2 separate regions of the Anas platyrhynchos genome follow, and region 2 is linked to region 1. Evidence: chromatin contacts called from public Hi-C data. All regions are on one chromosome and are shown on one strand. Each heading gives the region's core, a stretch centred on a gene start, on an enhancer-like site or on the middle of the called end of the contact. The rest is flanking DNA. Distances are from core to core; before and after follow the strand shown. Region 1 overlaps FRMD4A (FERM domain containing 4A). Region 2 overlaps FRMD4A (FERM domain containing 4A).

Evidence for each region. Hi-C and Micro-C count contacts between places; a contact is called where the count stands out from the background.
Region 2: a contact with region 1 is called in a Hi-C map of F1 follicle, with 6 times the contacts expected there. The contact joins two enhancer-like sites. A contact is called at or near these places in 5 of 8 Hi-C or Micro-C datasets (F1 follicle, liver, skeletal muscle and 1 more).

Annotation. Positions count from the first base shown.
Region 1 is chr1:7,250,665-7,256,983 of IASCAAS_PekinDuck_T2T, reverse strand. It overlaps FRMD4A (FERM domain containing 4A), which reads left to right. Exons shown (of 23, transcript XM_072024583.1): 5 at 709-793; 6 at 4,604-4,660. Among named protein-coding and RNA genes, the nearest start is that of PRPF18, 87 kb to the right of the region's middle. Within about 2 kb of position 2,218, at least 5 of the 8 cell types and tissues checked have an H3K27ac peak or open chromatin away from gene starts, as enhancers often do.
Region 2 is chr1:7,397,912-7,404,230 of IASCAAS_PekinDuck_T2T, reverse strand. The region is part of intron 1 of FRMD4A (FERM domain containing 4A); the gene reads left to right. Among named protein-coding and RNA genes, the nearest start is that of FRMD4A, 130 kb to the left of the region's middle. Within about 2 kb of position 2,605, at least 1 of the 8 cell types and tissues checked has an H3K27ac peak or open chromatin away from gene starts, as enhancers often do.

The sequences.
Region 1 (6,319 bases), core at 969-3,468:
TAATCAGTCAATGCAATAGACTGGGTTTTTTGAACATGGAGGGTTTGGATTGGGCAGATTTTTACTGAGTTCTGAGAAATCATCTCACTCTGCTAAAAAATAGATTATTGTTATCCCCAGCATCACTACCCATGGTACTGTTAAATTGTGTGAGGTCCTTAACTACTGCTGGTTAATTACTCTGTAATTATAGATGTTGCATGCTACCCACGAAAAAATATATAAAAAGCCATTATAAAATGTGCCTTGGGACGAGCTGAAGTGGACAGAGAGGAAACACAGAAGTGGATTTCTGGCAGTGAACATTTTATGTGTGGCAGATCGACAGCACAAAAATGGATAGGAAGAGTAAAGGGGCAAAGAAAAAGTGCCAAAATGTGATGGAGAATGAAGAGGAGTTTGCAAACAAACAGAATAAAGGATTATTTAAAGTATAAAAAATAAAACAAAGAGCTACTTAGAAACAAAATAAACCACTTGATGATTCAGTTGCTTCAGTATGTCTTGGGTGGTGTTGAGTGCTCATGTCCTATAGCACGCACGAGCCTCTTTCATCAACAAATGACGTTTCTGCCACAAACAAAGAAACTTCATTTTCAGTAGACGCATCACGACTCCATTGACCACTTCTTTTCATGTGATGAGTAAATTTTCATGTTTTGCCCTAGTCCCCCATGTGTCTCACCTCTCTTGCTTGCCCCCTTCCAGGTTCTACATTGAAAGCATCTCCTATCTGAAGGACAATGCCACCATCGAGCTGTTTTTCTTGAACGCCAAGTCCTGCATCTACAAGGTAAGGACTCTGGGCACTCAGGATTTTGAATTTTGGCTGGAAATGAGAAAAGTGAAGCTCTGAAAAAGCAGTTGGCATTGTGTTGCCCCCAAACCTCTGCCCTCAAGTTATGAATCCCCTTAAAAGCTGCATGCTTGGGTTTCATCTCTGGACTTTGAGGTTCTGAGGTAAAACCCCCCTCCAAATAGCTCTTGTGGTTGACAGGAGGAAATCTGCAGCTGTTAAAATGAGAAAGCGCTTGGTATTTAGAAGGAAAAATCTTAATTTTGTGCTGAAAAAGCGCCGTTCGCGCTTCCCGCCCGAAGAGGGCGGCAGCGGCTGCGCGGGCTGCGGGCGGGCGCCATCTTCTGGGCTGGGGACGGGGGAGAGGGAGGGAGTGTGGCCGTCGGTGAATAAATAAAAAGTGTGTAAATAAATGTGTTTGTGAGACTGTGTGTGTGTAAGGAAAGTGTGAGTTTATGTGTGTGTGTGCGAGAGGGGGGGTGAGCACCTGAGGGGTGCTTACCATGTGTGACGACGCGTGTGTGTGTGTGACAGGAACTGTGTGAGATTTTGTGTCTGCAGGAGGGTGAGTATAGAAGTGTTAGGGATGTATATGAATCTGTGTGTGTAAAAGTGTGACTTGTGAGGGAGGTATATGAGTCTGTGCGTGTGAGTATGACTGGGAGTTTGTTGGTTGGGAGAGTAAGCGTGTGAGTGTGTTTGTGAGTGAGCATGGGGCGGTGCCTGTGTACGGAGGACCACATTGTACAGGAGCAAGCCAGCACGGAGAAACGTTTTTTTGTGCCAAAAATAGTCCTGGCGAAAACACCAGCCTGTTGTCACCAGGACGGTAATTCAGAGCTACCCTTTGCGAGGCTGTGTGCTGGAGATAAGGGTTCCTGGCACAGCCTTCCTCCACCACCCCGCAGCAGCAGGGTTGGCTTCTGTGCCACAAGCCAAACATGCAGGTCCAAAAGGAAGGGTCCAAAAAATAACCGGGTCCAAATAATAACCAGGTCCAAGAGTTGCTGCAGCACAGGCTTGGCTGCATATGGCTCTGCATATGGGAGAGGTTTTACGGCAGCTAGGATTCTCTGGAAGGATCCCTCATCCCTGTGCTGGTAGGGGCCATTCCTCATAACTCCGCTCTGTCTGGCAGGAGGAGAAATCTGTAGTCAGAGAGTGATCGTGTCCCACAACCCTGAACATGTTTTTGACAGGCTAAGTGAACTGCTTACACCAAATATGAGGCCTCACTTCCTGGTATCTGCATAGCCTAAAATGCAGGGACTAAATCTTCACATCCTAAAATGCAGGGTAAGGTTCAGGAAGCCAGAAAATACTTTTTTTTTTTTTTCCAGCACCAGGGAAGGGATGGAGTTGCTGAGCTGAGCTTCACAGAGCTCTGCTCTCTGGCAAGGCTGCAATGAGATGTGCTTAGTCAGCCCTCTCCAGCAGCAAGCTCAGTGAGCATCACATTTTGGTTCCCGGGGATAGTTCCTTTTTGGAGTGTTGCCAGGAAAAGCTTACGCTGTTGTTCTTTTTTTGGAGAAAGCTTAATAAGAAGACGGAAAATAGAAAAAAAAAAAAAAAAAAAAGAGGAAAAAAGTGCCTACAGATCTAGGTTGGTCTATTTTAGTCTGACCTCTCCCAAAACCATTACTTTGCACATTCACACTGACTGTCATCTCTGTCCAAAAATAGTCCTGCTGGATTCCCAGTCTCCCACGCGAGTCCTTCCCTGTCTGACTTCCAGCCACACTAAGCCGTGCTGTCTTATTAAAAAAGGCGCTGAATTTCAAAGTTGGTTTCAAGGTCTCTGCTCAGATGCAGAGCAAGAACCCAGACAGCAAGGAGGTATTTAATAGGTATAGAAAGGGGGGATTCAGTGCTTGCCATCCCTACAACTAGCAGGTCTTGCAAGTGCCTTCCTTATCACACAAAAAGTTTCCTCGATGGACTTCTCATAGATGGCTTCATTCCTGGTTCCCCTACCAGGAAGGGCTGTACTGGGTATGGGATGTGTAGTAACGCTGTGTTTGTACATCAAGCCTTCCCCCATTGATTCTGACGGCACACACCCTCAAATACAGGACTGCTCGTGTTGGGAGAGAAGAAAACTGTGGCCTGTTTATTGTGGTCCTGTTTAGCTGGTCCCTTGGGCTGCCAGCTGGCTCTGTGTTGTGTTGGGTGCTGTGCTGCTCCTGTGGGTCATGCAACTGACCCACATACCCAAACCCTTGCACAGGGCCAGCACAGCCGATATTGCCCAGAAAAGCCAAGCCACATTTGTACTACCAAACAGGCAGGGCTTGGCGTTGGATGCTGTCCCTCTGCCAGTCACGGTGTTTAATTAAAAACACTCTCTGGTACGGGTGCTAACTAGCCCTGACCCGGGCATTGCTGGGGCACTGTCCAGGCACGAGCACCTGTTCCCGAGAGGCAATGCACTTGAGCTAACTCTGTTTGGGACTGGGGGAGGGAAGAAAAGTGTTTAGTCATGAGCTTTACTCTGCCATGTACCCTTAGGGCCAGAGAATGGGCCCTGGCCCACTCTACCTACTAGTACAGACTTGCCACAACCTCGACATGGGTTGTAGGGGCTGGTTCGTCCCCGCTGTGCCCGCTGCATCAAGGAGAGTGAAGACCAAGCACTCTGGTTCTCCACATCACCATTTGCTGTGGGACATGCCCAAATGTCCCAGCCTGGCCCCGTCTGCATCTGTATCGTGCACCGGCTGCTTCCCTTGGCACAGGCACACGGTGCTGCAGGTGCCTGTGTGAATCACGGGGAAGGTGTGTTCATCGCCTGTAGCAGAGCTGGGCTTCACTCCCCGGGGAGTCATCGTGCAGGAGGGGAGGGAAGTGCTTGTTTTAAAAAGCTGGCACCGGTGGAAGCCAAGGACACCTGGATCTTACCCTCTGTTTTGTTCTCTTTGTTTTGGATTTTGCCAGAGACGAAGCAACGCGATTGTGGCTTGTAAATGAGGTGCGGCCCTGACTTGGCTGGAGCACAGATCACAGCCGTGATCTATATTTAGATAACTCACTTCTTGCCAGATGAAATAAAATATTAAAAACAGCAGTTTAAATAAACACAACAGAAAATCCACCACAGGAGTAAGCTGAGCAGGGACCCGCTGTATGTGGCCACACCAGAGACCTAGTTGCATAATTGACGCCTAAGCATTATCCAAGTAAAAGCTCACTGTCTTCCCAAAAACCAACACTTGGCCATGGGATCAATGCTCCTGCCACCCATCCCAAGCATTTTTGGTGTCTGCATCCCACACGTTTAGATGAAGCAGTGCACAGACTCCCTGTGACCACTGCCTCAGACACAGCAGAAGAACCCTGAAGGGATCAGATAGGGCCCTCAGTGTCCTTGTGACCCTGGTGCCCAAGCAAAATGCTCACAATTTCACCTCACCCTCCAAGATTACTTTTGTCAGGGGCCAGGTCCTACAGAGTGAAGATATGCCAAAATGGATTCCCCAGGCTACCTTTCAGTAAATGATAAATGAAAATAAAAATGACCCTGCTCCTCCCCCTTCCACCTGCCTTCTCCTACCTCCTCCCAAGGAATCCCTTCATGCCACATCCAGTTATGCTTCATTTTCCAGGCCATCGCACTGAATATTTGTCTTTCTCTGCATAAAAGCGAGCAGGTTCAGCTTCACTTTGGTCTCCAGGAGCACAAGGACTGCTTTGAAGCCTAGCCAGAGAAAACTGGCACCACGTGCTTCATCCAGCAGTAGGAGATGCACGGTCATGTAGGAGCTCAGACTCACTGAACTCTCTTTTTTTCTGTTTTCTTCACCCTTCAAGGAACTCATCGAGGTTGACAGTGAAGTGGTGTTTGAACTAGCTGCCTACATCTTGCAGGTAAGCACCAGCCTTCTCTTGCTTGATGCTTCCTTGTGTGCTTTGACTTGTAACATCCAGAATGGCTGGTCAGAAGCACAGAGACTCCCCAAATTTCAGGAGTCTCAGAGTCCCTGTGAACCAAAAGGGAAGATTCCTCCATGTGGCTGAGATTTGGATGCATGCAGCCCTCAGCTTTAAGACTTAAAAAGTTTTAAGTTTTAAGACTTAAGGACTTTTCAGCAGATCAGCTGTGAAAGTCATCTTTACACAGCTTTTCCATCAATTATACCAATGCAGAATTGGTACATAAGGCTCTCAAACCAGAACACTCCACATGTGAAGTAGATGACACTGCCCAGCACTTTGCTTACATAAATGCATATTATGCTGTGATAACATAGACCACCACAACCCTGGGGTATGATGTAAAGTCTGAGAAAATCTAAGTGAGGAATGAGATTCCTGGGTGAAATCTGTATCCAATGGGTACAGATTTCACTCCACTGACTTTAGCTGCATTTGTTTTCCCAGTGAAATTTGTCCCTCTGATGATCCCCATAACCTTACGTACATACAACTGTCTGTATTTTCCAGCGTGGGCAGAAGGGCTTAAAGATTTTCCAAAAACACTCCTCCAGAAACAAATATTATCTTTGCATTTCCCTCTTCAGGAAGAGGGGAAGGGTCAGAGAACGAGTTACCAGCGGGGTTTGGTAAATATCTGGTTCACAAAGAGGAACCTTCTCAGGGTAGTGGAGGTGGGGATTTTTTTTAGTGAAAGATCACATTTATGAGCATGGCTGTGGGAGCAGATCAGAAATAATTGTCAGATGATTCTTGTTCCCCTTTCTTTGTGTAGATTTAATTTTTTTCCCCATCAGCCTGAAGCTGTGTGGCTCCATGTAAGCAGATGAGGCACCTCACCAGACGGCACTAATAAATAACAACACTTTGCACTTCCATGGCACTTTCATGTTAAAGGAAGCAATTAATGCTTAGGGATTTGAATCTTCATTAAGATCATTTTATGTGACAAAAATGGAGCGAGAGAGTCAGGACGGGGGACTCAATTAAAAGCACATTACAGCAATTGCATACTGGTTGTTGGGGGAATAGACATCAAACAACAGGCTTATTGTGAGAAGCAGCAATAGGGTTATGAATCTATTGTCTGCTCACCCTAATGAATAACGTGAGCGCTTAGTAATTGTACGCCCAGAGCCAGATCTGCCACTGTAACCCTTGCTGCTGCGATTGTTTCTCCTCACAAACACAGGATGTTGCGTGTATTCCTGTAGTAGTTTGATGTGTAACTTCATGAAAACAGTCCAAAACAAGCCACACCTCTGCTGGCTGGAACCAGAAATTACTACAGCCCGTGTTTGTGACGGGATCCCTGCAAAACAAGGTGGATCACACAGCGTTTGGTCTTACTCCTCACTGCAGCATTTAGGTCAAAGGGCTGAAGTATGGAGAATCTACCCTACAAAATTGTTTTCTGAATTCAGTATGCCCATCCCTGTGCAGGCCAGGGCATATCCTTTGGTTTTTACTCAGTGTTGTACTATAATCATGATATGTTCAAGGATTCCTTCCTATGAACCCCAGGAGAGCTTGTCTGCCCTTCAGTTTGCTCAGAGGGAGATGGGAAGATACTAAAGGACCGTCAGAATTCAA
Region 2 (6,319 bases), core at 1,356-3,855, 150 kb before region 1:
CTATTTTCGGAACTCATTAAAATAGATACAATCTGCACATAAAATAAATTGCTTGCCTTATAATTTTAGCTTCAGTTAGAGATTTACTGGTAACAGCAGTAATTAACGAACTCGTTTTGCTTTCTAGTATCAAGACCCTGATTCAGCACAAGGATTTGATGGGTTTTGCTGGCTGATCTTCCCTCACGTGCCAAAGCACAACTCACAAGCATCCTCCCAGCCCGGCAGAGGGCTCCCCCCTGCCTCTTGCTGCAGTCTTGGAGGGCTTCGCACTAGGTGATGCCCCATGAGTTCAATCACCTACCCTCCCTCCGCACATCAAGACCTACAAAGAAGGGTCCAAAGCCACCTTCCTGGCTCAGCAGTGGCCTGGGGGCAGTGGACACATGGTGACAACATTTTCAGGTCACCACCCCTGAAGGATGTGCTTGGATGGAAGATAGCTGAGGTCCGTGTTTGTTTGCAGTTTGGGAGGCAAGTTTGAGCTGGGTTGTATTTAATATACCACGTTGATTAACTACAGGTTTTGTGCTTAGGAGGAATCATTATGACACGGGCCTGCAGCCTCACTCCTGCATCACCAGCAGCAGTAAGAAGTGATCTGCTCCCAAGAACGTGTCCTGCAGGAAGAGTGCTTGGAGCCAGGCTCAAGCTGCCTTCTAGGCTTAATCTATTCTCACAGTGATCTTCATCAGAGGGATTTCGGTATGAGCTTAAAACTAAGCCAGGTCAGACCCAGTGAACTCACGGCTCAAGCAGCCTAAAGTCTTTGTTGCAGAGGAACAGAGCTCAAGACTGACAGGCTGAAAGAGTGAGCAAAGCAAGAGTGGAGTAAACAAAAGAGTGCAGTCTGCTTTTGCTTTAGTGAGCAACTGGCATTTGAAACGAGGAGCAATTTCATTCTTTTTCTGTGAGTTGCTGCATGACATGATCAAACAGGAATAAGTATCTGAAATTGAAGGCCAAAAAAACAGTGCAATTGAATTGCTGATTTCTCTGTAAGGCTCCCTGAGATAAAAGGGTTGTCCCTGGGGAAATGAGAGACCAGGGGAAAGCATTAAAGGCACGGTTGATGTCTTTTCTGCTTTGCATATAATCCCCTGAAAATTGGAATGTCCGAGCGCTTGCGACGACACAAGGAGGACTAATACTCCGGGATCACATGAGCAATTATCTGACTCACAGGTGAATATGGTAATAAAGGGGCTGAAAAGCCAACTGCCAGAGAGAGGGCAAGAAGCAGCAGGCTTGCTTGGTTGTGGGTCATGCCATGAACACCTCTTGAGATCAAGCAGTAAAAAATAATTAGGGTTGGGAAGGCGAGGAGAGAGGTTCCCAGATGGTGTGGGTGATAGATAAGGAGACGGCTTTTTATCTGCTGCCAGGCCATCCTCTCATCCCGTTTGGTGACTGGCTCAGATCTCCGACACGTGGGGCTCTGTGCCAGTGGAGCTGTCAGGGCACTGCTGCTTCCAGCCTGGATTAAAGGTTAGGCAAGCTGGGTCTTGCTTTGAGGTCTGATTATTCGCTTTTGTATTTATACAGCAGAGGAGAGAGAGATTCTTGCCACTGCAGAGATGGGTCGGCTCCCCTTTCCAGAGGACGAGCAGCTGGGAGCTCAGCTGTGTCACACACGCCTCCCATGCCATGCTCTGTAAAGCAGGGTGTAGCAGGGATGACCTTTGCAGGGTCTTTGAGAGCCCTGCCCAAATTCTTGCTCTGTCCTTGTTTGCTCCTTCTTCTAATAACATACACAGCAACCATCCCATTATAACCATGATGGTCTGCAAACCAATCTGCCCTTTCCTTCCCAGCTCTGCCAGCATCCACAAACCACTCACAATTTGCCCACAGAGGAAGTCAGTCCCCTGTGTATCTGATTTTGTGCAGAAGAGAGGTCTGGCTTTGGTCTAATGGGGCATTCAGTCCAGATGTTGGCTGAGGAGCATCTGCAAGGAGCATCCTCTGTTGTTAGAGCTCCCTGAATAGCAGGAACATTTGCAATTACATTGACTGCAACAAAAAATAAATAAACAAACAAAAAACTTTAGGGCATCTTCAGGCTCCAAGGAATAAAGTGATCAGCCCTGAGGTCAGGAAGAAGCACTGGTCCTCAGGGCAGCAGTGCACAGCTAAGGCTGTTTTGCAAATCCAGTGCCTTTTGTTTAAAGCACACAATCCTAGGTCTCTAGCAAACAGCCTGGTGGGTTTTTCCAGCATGGAGATGTGTCTTGAGAAGGACAGATCTTTAAGAATTATTATAATTATTGACAAATAACAGGCCTGGTCAAAAGCAGAGGCATGTCTTAAGGTCTGTCTGGACAGCAGTAGTCAGCAGCTACCCTCTACGCTACCCAGATTTTCCCTGGCTGTGTTGGTGATGGCAGAGCAGAGCCGATCCAGCCTCTGTCTTGCATGTTCACACCAGGGTGCTTGTGGTTGACCCCTTCTCCGAGGCCATGAAGACTTTCAGTGGGGAGACAAAACAGAAATTCTGGGTTTGCAGAAAGAAATCCTGTTTTCCTGGGAGCTCAGTCTGGGCAGCAGCAGTAGGGAGCCCACAAACCAGCCGGCAGCGAGGAGCAGAGGGAACACTAGGGCGTGCTGTTCCCCCAAAGTCTGGTGCTGGTGCACATTTCTTTTGCCTAGGGATTGAGGGTTGTTTTCTGCTGTGGGTAGGCAGAGAACTTCGGTCACACGGCTTGGCTGTTCTTGCGAGGAAATTAATTGCATTTGCTGCGTGAAAGGCTTTTAGCACGGAGGTAAAAGCAGAGGGCAGGTATTTATAGGGAACCAGGGCTCAAATGCGAGATAGCGCTGCTTGTATTACAGGGAAGGAATGATGAATAACAGCAGCAGTTCGGAGGGTTTAATTAACCTTCCTGCTATTCCCATCGAGAGGGGAAAATAAGGTGGGAATTATCTCGGGGTACAAACTCGGCCGTGTGCTGACGCCAGGCACAAATGGTGCCAGCTGGGTGCAGAAGGAGGGTGCTTTACATCCCCCTCCGTTGTGCTGCTTTAAGCGTGCTGAATGCTTGATTTCACTCTACCTTTGAGGCCGAGCATTTAGCAAACTGCTGCAAAAAGTAATCCCGTGTCTCGGTAGGGAAAGCGCTCAGATGAGCGGCGTGTTGGCTTTGTTTCCCTCACACGGCAAAGAAAACTCGTGGCTCCTGAAGAAGAGGCTCTTTGTGTTCCTGCTGTTAAAGAAGGGCTCGTGCCCCCCGAAGGCTTCTAAATGAACATGTGAAATCGGTGTGGGGATTTTGAGCTCTGTAAAATTCATTGCTGTGTGCACACTCCTGCAGCACGCGGGAGCTCGGGGTATTTTCCTTTAATTTAGCAGGAAGCTGTGGCACTTCAAAGACTGTTCAGTGCATTGCTCCTGCACCTGACGAACACAAGGCCACGGTGGTGTTAAACTGCCAGCACGAAGGGAAATGCCTTCGCAAGCAGCAGCCAGGCTGCCTGATGTTCTTACCCTTGGCTATGGCCACACCGAGTCCATGTGTGCCGCCCCATCACTCCAGTTTGGCCCAGTTAATCCAGCTCTGTACCAGCTGGGACCACTAGGAGCCTCTTGCCTAAACACAGACTACCTGTGGTGTTTTTTGGGTTGCTCGTGGATTTTTAGCCGCTCTTCCTCCTGCAGTGCAGTTCAGGTAATTTCAGTGGGTTTGAAAAAAAAAAACACAACTATGGGTTTTGGTTCTGGAAATCCCGTGTCACCTGCTGCTGCCACAGCCAGGCAGTCAGATTAAGCAGCAGCCCTTTCACTGCCACATCCAATCAAGTAATTTATATGCAAACCTAATATTTACAAATCTGTGCTCTTGCACCTGCCTTTTTAACTTCATTCCTGAGCTGATGGCTGGAAAATATTTCGGGGAGGCAGCAGACTGAGAAAATGAGAGGTTTCTCCTGTACAGGCCACGACACTAAGTCCTGTCTGAGTCGGCAGCAGCCAGCAGATGCAGATGAGGAGGCAGAGTTTGGTCATGCAGGGGCACAAGGCAGCTGTGAACCTGGTCCATCTGCCTCTCTGGACAAAGCAAAGGCATTGAATCGGTAAAACTGGCCAATGTGTTTTTGTCTGCTTGGTCAAATAAATATGAAACGAGCGGGTCAAATAAATATAAAATGGGTCAAATAAATAAAAAATGAGGGGGTCAAATAAATATAAAACGAGTGGACTTGGTTTGGTGCCTGTGAAATGCAAGCTGCCAGCCCTGCGAGGGGAGGTACAGGTCCAGGAGCAGACGTGTTAGGAGATCCACACTTCTTTTTTCTGTGTTTTTGTTGGTGGTGGTTGGTTGGTTTTGGCTGTGTAATGAAAAGTTTGAAAAGGACACAGTTCCTTGTGCTTCAACTCATAAGTCTGCTTGTAATAACGGGGTTCAGGACCCGTGTTTTGTGTTTTTTTTACTGCTTTGTAGGTTTGGGATGAGTTTTTGGGACAGGCACTTAGCAGAGACCTGGATGCAGGATGCTCAATTGGTCTCAGCTGGCAATTCCTGGGCTGTGTTGTGACCACTTCTATCCCAAAGCTGGGATACAGGGTATTTTTTGCTGAAAACATGGTATTTTCTTTTAAGAAATGCGGTCATATCTGTCAAAGACTATAAGGCTGTGTTCCTTCATATGACATAATAACTGCACAAACAGGCACTGAGGCACCGAAATAGAGGGGCCTAATTGGTTTGCTTTCCCTAGGAGATGCAGCGCCAGACAATGAACCACAACATCTTAAATCTACGCTGAACAATAGCGTTGTCTGTAAGTAGGATATTTTTAAGCAGTGGGGAGAACAATTGGGGTAGAACTAGGTAACATTTTTCAGATGGATAGTTTAGCTGCTAATAAATGCAGTTCCAGGCTGACTGAAACTATCCATAGACTCAGGCTGAATTCAACTAATATTTTTTGCTGCAACGAGGGAGACCTTTTCTTTTTTGACAAACCAGCAAAGCTCCAAAAGCTCCATTTTATTATTTCAACATTTAAATCACTCGAGAGTGCCAAGTCTTAGAATTTAGCTTGATTTTATTTCTTTATTTTGTAAAGCATTCCCCCAGTTAAGTGAAATATGTTATTTTGGGTCCATCACAGATAAACTCTTCAACCGTTCTACCAGGGAAAGCAAAACAATTTAGAAGGGATTTATTTAGTCTATTTCCACAGGTCTGCTCTAGGACTTTGCTTGCTTTTTCCATTGACTTTGGAGTGTGAATATAATGTGCAGCTGGCGAGCTTTTCTTTACAGCTGATAAAGCAAGTTACACCAGGGGCACGTGGAAATGAACCCTGGACACAGGTCAGGTACATTAAACAGAGTTCTCCTCCAGTGGCCTCACGTTACAGACCTGATTTATGTTGCTGGCACATGTGATTCACGCTGGAGCCTGGCATGGCTGCACCTAAGCCATCCAGCCAAGCTTCAAAGTTCCTCTTTTCTCATCTTGCTTGCATGAGGCGAGGAAGATGGGAGGCATAAGGATCAGCTCTGAAAGTCAGAGATTGATGGGGCTGACACCAGAGTGTCTGCATTCACTGTCCGTGGTTTGTGAGAAGAAAATGTGCTGAAGTAGTCCATGCAAACAAAATATGCCTTTTTCCGACAATCTAATGTTTGAGAAGCCTCATTAATTATGGTTGCAAAGTGCAGAGAAGCTATAGCTTCTATCTAACAAGGCGTTTTGCAAGTACTATCTGCGTTTCAGAAGATAAAAAGGGAGAGATCATTCTAGGCCTGATTTTCATTGAGATTTCACGGAGAGATTGAAAAAACATTAAGGAGATTAAGGGCATGCAAGGCCTCTTAAAAGCAGTGGGGTTTAGACACCTGATTTGCTCTTGCATTTTGCAAATCATGGTTTAAAAGAAGGGCATTTGAGCTAAGCAGCTTCAGGTGTCTAATGTATTTAATGCTTAAGTGGGCTGTGATGTCCCTGCCCTGCTCTGCAGTCCATGGAGGCTGTGGGAGGGAAGAAGCTGAATTACACTCCTGCTCCGAATCGCATTCAGGAGGACTCTGTCTTTGATAACACAGCCCCTGCTGTCATGTTACAGCTCCACTAGGTCAAACCTGCCCCAACACCCAGCCACAAGCCGTCCACCAAGACCACAGAGAAGGGAAAACCAAGGCAAGGCTGGAGAGCTGCTTCATCAGAGCATCCTCCCACTGCCCAAGAACCAATGGTTCAGCCACTTCCTGACTTTGTCATGCTTAACAACCCTTTATGGACTTTTCCTACATTAATTTGCCTAACTTTATTTCCAACCCATTTATGCTATTGGCTTCCCCTGCTTCCTCCAG